Linked DNA regions of Macaca mulatta: region 2 is linked to region 1. Evidence: chromatin contacts called from public Hi-C data. All regions are on one chromosome and are shown on one strand. The core of a region is the stretch at or near the end of the contact, and the rest is flanking DNA. Distances in the headings are between cores, read along the strand shown.

The links. Hi-C and Micro-C count contacts between places; a contact is called where the count stands out from the background.
Region 2: a contact with region 1 is called in a Hi-C map of fetal cortex germinal zone, with 2.8 times the contacts expected there. The contact joins the promoter of APEX1 here to the promoter of PARP2 in region 1. A contact is called at or near these places in 3 of 14 Hi-C or Micro-C datasets (fetal cortex germinal zone, fetal cortical plate and liver).

What each region holds. Positions count from the first base shown.
Region 1 is chr7:93,148,012-93,151,870 of T2T-MMU8v2.0, forward strand. PARP2 (poly(ADP-ribose) polymerase 2) reads left to right here and starts at 2,596. Exons shown (of 16, transcript NM_001257438.1): 1 at 2,596-2,658. The coding sequence starts at 2,613.
Region 2 is chr7:93,255,142-93,258,730 of T2T-MMU8v2.0, forward strand. APEX1 (apurinic/apyrimidinic endodeoxyribonuclease 1) reads left to right here and starts at 1,409. Exons shown (of 4, transcript NM_001258109.1): 1 at 1,409-1,488; 2 at 1,694-1,881; 3 at 2,381-2,573; 4 at 2,704-3,405. The coding sequence starts at 1,431. The coding sequence ends at 3,221. OSGEP (O-sialoglycoprotein endopeptidase) reads right to left here and starts at 879. Exons shown (of 11, transcript NM_001257838.1): 1 at 355-879. The coding sequence starts at 469. It overlaps PIP4P1 (phosphatidylinositol-4,5-bisphosphate 4-phosphatase 1), which reads right to left. Exons shown (of 7, transcript NM_001194893.2): 7 at 3,450-3,589.

The sequences.
Region 1 (3,859 bases), core at 1,346-3,845:
TTTTAATTATGAAAATAAATTTGTTGGTTTCTTCCAGGTTTTTTTTGTTTTTGTTTTTGAGACAGAGTCTCACTCTTGTCACCCAGGCTGGAGTGCAGTGGCGCGTTATGGGAAGAGCCTAAAAAAAAAAATTTAATTTTTAATTTTAAAAATTAAAAATAAAGGAGATTAGGACATTGACGCACACCGAGGAAAGACAGCATCCATCTGCAAGCCAAGGAGAGAGGGAGGCAGGCCTTAGAAGAAATCAACCGTGTCAAGACCTTTATCTTGGGCCTCTGGCCGCCAGAATTATGACAAAATAAATTTATTGTTTACAGACAGCTATCCTGTCTGTAGTATGTAATTATAGTAGCCCTAGCAATACATTGTGTGATCTTGAATAAATTAAATTTTTCTAAAGCTCAGTTTCCTCAACTATAAAATGGAGATAAATAACATATGCCTCATGAGGTTGTTGTGAGAATTAAATAATGTATGTAAAGCTCATAGCATAGTAAGAACTAAATAAATTCCGGCTATTATTCTTAGGAAGATTAAATGAGGTTATGCATGTAAAGCATTTAGCTCAGCCTCTAGTACACAAGAAAGTTCTACTAAGTATTAGCTTTTTAAAGAAATTTTCATTTCATAAAGGGTTACATTATATTTTTTCTATCTCCAAAGTATTTCCTTTAAGACCTAGTCTAATTTATTTGTGCCATAATTAAGTCAGATGTAACAGGCTTTGTACCACTGAAACAGTTTAAGCAATCCTATCCAACAAACATTTATCGAGCACCTACATTTTGTTAGATTTATTTCCAACTACTTGATATGCTTTGGTGTTATTATAAATGCTACCTTAAAAAATTTTATTTATAGTTGTTTGAAGCTCTTTTATAAACATGAAATTTATTTCATATGCTATTTTCTATCAGTCTTGCTAGGCTTTGTAGTAAGGTAAAATTTTTATCCTGTAGTTTCTTCTAACTTTTAAAATATTCATAATCAAATTTCACGCAATTAATGAGATTTTGGGTTTTTCCTTTCTAAACTTTACATCTTTTGATGAAAAAAATAAAATGTATCAATTTTCTCTCTCTCTCTCTTTTTTTTTTTCCAGACGGAGTCTCACTCTGTCACCCAGGCTGGAGTTCAGTGGCGCGATCTCGGCTCACTGCAACCTCCGCCTCCCGGGTTCAAGCGACTCTTGTGCCTCAGCCTCCCAAGTAGCTGGGACTACAGGCGCCTGCGACCACGCCTGGTTAATTTTTTACTCTTTTTTTTTTTTTTTTTTAATAGGGACGAGGTTTCGCTATTTTGCTCCGGTTGGTCTATAACAGGTACTATTCTATCCTAACAATATGTTTCTAAATGATACTGGTGCCAAAATCAGGATTACCCAGTGATTTTGTTAATACATGCTTATTGAATCAGAAGGTCTAGGGTGGGGAATTTGCTTAAGTATGCAGTCCCCATACTTGGTGATTCTCATGCAGCCAAACATTTGGGCGCCCCTCACCCAATCTCACCAAGAACCAGAAGACCAATTAGCATTTTCCGTGGGCTTCCTGCCCCATGGTACCCTCTGTTCCCAAAGGGTTTTTGCAGTTTCACGGAACTTTTTCACATTCCACTCGGTGTTTGTTTTTTTTTTTTTTAAGACGAGTCTGTCACCCAGGCTGGAGTGCACTGGCGCGATCTCGGCTCACTGCAAGCTCCGCCTCCCGGGTTCACACCATTCTCTGCCTCAGCCTCAACCATTTATTTTTTAAGACCACTCTGTCACCCAGGCTGGAGAATGGTTCACACCTCATAGAATGGTACTCAGCCTCCCGAGTAGCTGAGACTACAGGCGCCCACCACCACGCCCGGCTAATTTTTTGTTTTTATTTCTTTTTTCAGTAGAGACGGGGTTTCACCGCGTTAGCCACGATGGTCTCGATCTTCTGACCTTGTGATCTGCCCGCCTCGGATTCCAAAGTGCTGGGATTACAGGCGTGAGCCACCGCGCCCGGCCTGGTTGTGTTTTTGTTTTTTGTTTTTTTTTTTTTTCAAAAATGGGCGGGGGAGAGTAGTCTGAATTGGGTTATGAGGTCCCCTCCGGGGTACCTCACCTCAGCCATTGAACTCACTTCGCCGGCCGTGAGTCTGTTCCAAGCTCCGGCAAAGGAGGCATCCGCCGGGCCCCTCCCCGAAGGGCGGGGTCCACGGCATCTCCTGCCCAGTCTGACCTCGCGCGGAGCCCCATTCTCTGGGAACTCACCTCCCCGAAGATCAGGGAGAGCCCTGTTAGGGCCGCCTCTGGCCCTAGTCTCAGACCTTCCCAAGGGACATGGGAGTGGAGTGACAGGACGCACTCAGCTCGTGGCCCCACTGATGAGCTTCCCTCCGCCCTATGGGGAAGGGTGGTCCCACACAGAACTTATAAGACTCCCATACTCAAAGACATTTCTCGTTTATGGTGACTTCCCAGAAGACACAGCGACATGCAAATATTGTAGGGCGTCACACCCCTGTCCCTCACAGTCATCTTCCTGCCAGGGCGCACGCGCGCTGGGTGTTCCCGCGTAGTGACACTGGGCCCGCGATTCCTTGGAGCGGGTTGATGACGTCAGCGTTCGAATTCCATGGCGGCGCGGCGACGACGGAGCACCCGCGGAGGCAGAGCGAGAGGTTCGGAGCTCAGTATTGGGGGAGGGAATGCGGCAGCGAGGAGTCAGAAAAGGAACGATGCCACCTACTGTGACCCCCTTCATCTTCCACCTCCCCATAACCTGCACTTGGCTACCAAACCAGTTTGGGTGCTAAATTTTGTAAATTTAGGTTTTCAGAGCTTTGGGGATGACATAATTGTGCATAAAGCCTTGCAGAGCTGTAACAACTAATATGCCAGTACTATTGTTAATACCTAATGTCATACAATTTACAAAAAGTAATTGTGAGGCACACCATTATTTTATACACAAGAAAGGATAAGCACTGGTGAACTATGATTCACTGCTTATGCCATCCATTCTAAGATGGAGCCCAGTTCCAGAGGGTAAAATGCGAGTCTAGACCTATTGAGATACGGTATTATGTGTATAATGTTCTTAAGTGCATAGGTCCACCCTATAAATTAAGTACTAGTGTACTTCTTTAGAAGTACAGTATTGTACAATGTTCTAATATTGGAGCAAGTGAAGTAGGAAGAGATCAAACACTTCTCCAAGTTTCCACAGATAAAAGCAGCAGAGCTAGGCTCTAAATTAGGCACAGACCCTTGAGCAGTTTACTAACCTTTATCCCATACCGCCTCATGTATGAGTTGGGTATTTGGGGGACATTGGGACACAAGTAAACAAAACAGATAAGCAGGCCTCAGTCTATGAGCTTACAAGACTCCTAGGGCTCCCTTTTATTTTGTTTTATTTCATTTGGCTAGAATAGCAATTTAGGAAGAATTACACAGACTGTTACACAAGGGTAGTGTGGTGACAGTTTTTATTGCCTCTTTGTAAACTTAGAAAATTATCTTAAACCGGCGGGGTGCGGTGGCTCAGGCCTGTAATCCTGCACTTTGGGAGGCCAAGGAGGGCAGATCACTTGAGGTCACGAGTTTGAGACCAGCCTGGCCAACATAGTGAAACCTTGTCTCTACTAAAAATACAAAAATTAGCCGGGCATGGCGGCGAACGCCTGTAATCCAAACTACTTGGGAGGCTGAGGCATGAGAATCACTTGAACCCAGGAGGCAGAGGTTGCAGTGAGCGGAAATCGTACCACTGCACTCCAGCCTGGGCGACAGAGTGAGACTCCACCTTGGAAAAAAAAAAAAAGAAAGAAAAGAGAAAGAATGATCTTAAACCATTTATTTAAAGGATTTTTTTCAATC
Region 2 (3,589 bases), core at 159-2,658, 110 kb after region 1:
ATACTCCTGCTAAGCGTTTTTTAAACAGAATATTTCGAGTCCATCTCTATTACACTGTTTATCATGCTGTAGTATAAACATCTATTTATATGTCTGACTCCACAGCAGTATCATAACATCTATTTCTGAATGCTTAGCACATAAAATGAGCTCAATAAACGGTAAACGAACTCATCAGATCCACGTCCAAGTGCTTGTAACTCTTCTAGTCATCAGCCTTGTGACGTTAATAATATCACATAATTTCAATAAGACTCAGATCAAAAGCTGCACCTCACTAGTATTTAGGAAGATGGAAGGCTGATTTTCTGCGGGGAAGTGCGCCGAAAACTCTTAACTCCCCTACTCACCCACCTGTGCCCGGAGGCGTGACATAAGTCCGCCGCGGGTTCGCCAGCACCTTGCCATCCCGCACCACACCCACGCCAATCTTATTGGCGCTGCCTTCAAAACCCAGCACCGCCGGCATGGCGGAGCCTGGGAGAAAACGCCGACAGGACTCCTAGCAACGTCAGGAGCTGTGGAAGTCCTCACTAGTCTGCGCTGGGCCGCAGCTTTCCGGAGCGCAGAAGAAGCGGGCTAGCCTGCAGATAACAGTGGGAAAGACAGCGCAGAACTCCCGCGAGCGGAGACCCGCCAAGGCCCCTCCAAGGACCTGTCTTCCTAACTGCCAGGGACGCCGAGCCGACTCTGTGCTTTACAATCCTATCCGTTTTCCTATATCTTTCCCGTGGTCCAGCCCAACCTTCTCCACTTTTTTTTCCCTTTGCACAGCGTTAGACTCTTAAGTCAGAGTCAAACAATGTGCCGTGCGTCGGGCACAACGATAAACAGCCCGAACGAGGGTTGGGGCCCTAGGTCTCCTAGAGAATTAGTTGAGAGAGGCAAGGCCAAGCGACTTCGTCACGTGGTGTCAGACAGACCAATCACGCGCATTCTTCGGCCATGTGACGCGTGCCTCTGATCACGTGACCAGGTCCGCTACCCACGTGGGGGGCTCAGCGTGCATCCTTCTTTGTGCTCGGGTTAGGAGGAGCTAGGCTGCCATCGGACCGGTGCAGATACGGGGTTGCTCTTTTGCTCATAAGAGGGGCTTCGCTGGCAGTCTGAAGGGCAAGCTTGAGTCAGGACCCTTAATTAAGATCCTCAATTGGCTGGAGGGCAGATCTCGCGAGTAGGGTACAAGGCACTATGAAATGATCTAGTTACGTGGGTGAGGGGCTGAAGGGCCTATGATGCACGGAGGCGGGGAAAGGATTTAGAGATAACATGGTTTGAAAGGCGGGACCTGGTGCGGGGACGCTCTTGAGAGGAGTCTTCTCCCCAGGCTTAGCTGGTTTCATGATTTCTTTGCGTCTGTAGGCAACGCGGTAAAAATACTGCTTTGGTGGGCGACGCGGTACAGGTGCCGAAGAGCGTTCGTTACGGGAATGCCGAAGCGTGGGAAAAAGGGAGCGGTGGCAGAAGACGGGGATGAGCTCAAGACAGGTAAGAATGAAATGAGCCCCTCTTCCTAGAAGCTACGGCGGGGTTGTTTGTAATTCCCTTGATGAACGGTAAGTACCGGCCAACTCATTTTTGCAGGGGTTTGTGAAGACGCAGTAACCGCAGGCTTTCGTTGGGTCCATAGCTAACGCCGGATCGCGGTTGGAAACCACCCACTTTTTATCAATATATATTACTCATTTTATAGAGCCAGAGCCCAAGAAGAGTAAGACGCCCGCAAAGAAAAATGACAAGGAGGCAGCAGGAGAGGGCCCAGCCCTGTATGAGGACCCCCCCGATCAGAAAACCTCACCCAGTGGCAAACCTGCCACACTCAAGATCTGCTCTTGGAACGTGGATGGGCTTCGAGCCTGGATTAAGAAGAAAGGATTAGATGTGAGTGGTGTTTGAGGGGAAGACACATTCTTTAGTATTGAATGATCTTAGGGTTTAGTCATCCCTTTTCTCCGTATAGCCTTCAGGCTGTTTTTTCTCCTGCCTGCAGTTTTCGGTGGGGCTTCCCCAGTCTTGCCAGTTGTATTTCCTAAATGTCTGCTCCTTCACTTCCATTGCCATTTTCTTTTTTAATGTTCTCTCCTCTTCCCAGAATGTTGCAAAAACCTTTTACTATACTTCCTCCATTTTATCTTCAGCATGTCCTCCATTTCATTAATTATAGCTTAAAAATCTTAGCTTGCCTATAGAAAAAACACATTCATAGTATAGCACGTAAGACTTTACCTCTGTTTTCATTTATCTAGCTTCGAATTGTTTAAATATTATTTAACCTCGAACTGCTTGACTGTTTAACCTGTGCATATTTATGACTTGGCATATATTCAATAAATGTTCTGCTGAATTGATAATACATTTTCCACCTTTCTTTTACTTATAGTGGGTAAAGGAAGAAGCCCCAGATATACTGTGCCTTCAAGAGACCAAATGTTCAGAGAACAAACTACCAGCTGAACTTCAAGAGCTGCCTGGACTCTCTCATCAATACTGGTCCGCTCCTTCGGACAAGGAAGGATACAGTGGCGTGGGCCTACTTTCCCGCCATTGCCCACTCAAAGTTTCTTATGGCATAGGTGAGACCCTATTGATGCCTAATGCCTGAACTCTTCAAGACCAATTGCTAATTCTCCATCTCTCCCCCACCTCTTGATTGCTTTTCCTTTTCTTACAGTTTTTTATGCTAATTCTGTTTCGTTTCTGTAGGCGAGGAGGAGCATGATCAGGAAGGCCGGGTGATTGTGGCTGAATTTGACTCGTTTGTGCTGGTAACAACGTATGTACCTAATGCAGGCCGGGGTCTGGTACGACTGGAGTACCGGCAGCGCTGGGATGAAGCCTTTCGCAAGTTCCTGAAGGGCTTGGCTTCCCGAAAGCCCCTTGTGCTGTGTGGAGACCTCAATGTGGCACATGAAGAAATTGACCTTCGCAACCCCAAGGGTAACAAAAAGAATGCTGGCTTCACGCCACAAGAGCGCCAAGGCTTTGGGGAATTACTGCAGGCTGTGCCACTGGCTGACAGCTTTAGGCACCTCTACCCCAACACACCCTATGCCTACACCTTTTGGACTTACATGATGAATGCTCGATCCAAGAATGTTGGTTGGCGCCTTGATTACTTTTTGTTGTCCCACTCTCTGTTACCTGCATTGTGTGATAGCAAGATCCGTTCCAAGGCCCTCGGCAGTGATCACTGTCCTATCACCCTATACCTAGCACTGTGACACCACCCCTAAATCACTTTGAGCCTGGGAAATAAGCCCCCTCAACTACCATTCCTTCTTTAAACACTCTTCAGAGAAATCTGCATTGTATTTCTCATCTATAAAAATAAGAATCCTACAACCAGGCTCCTGTGACAGATTTAGAGTTCTTTTAAGCCCAAGAGTTTTTATTTGAGGGTTTTTTCTTTTTTAAGAAAAACTGAACAAAGACTACTAATGACTTTGTTTGAATTATCCACACAAAAATAAAGAGCCATAGTTTCAGCCTTGCTGTCTTTGTGTCTTACCCCTTCGTGGGGCTACACATTCCCTTCCTCGTATTTTCGTGCATACAAGTTAACAACTGAAAAAGGGTAGAGTCATGACCT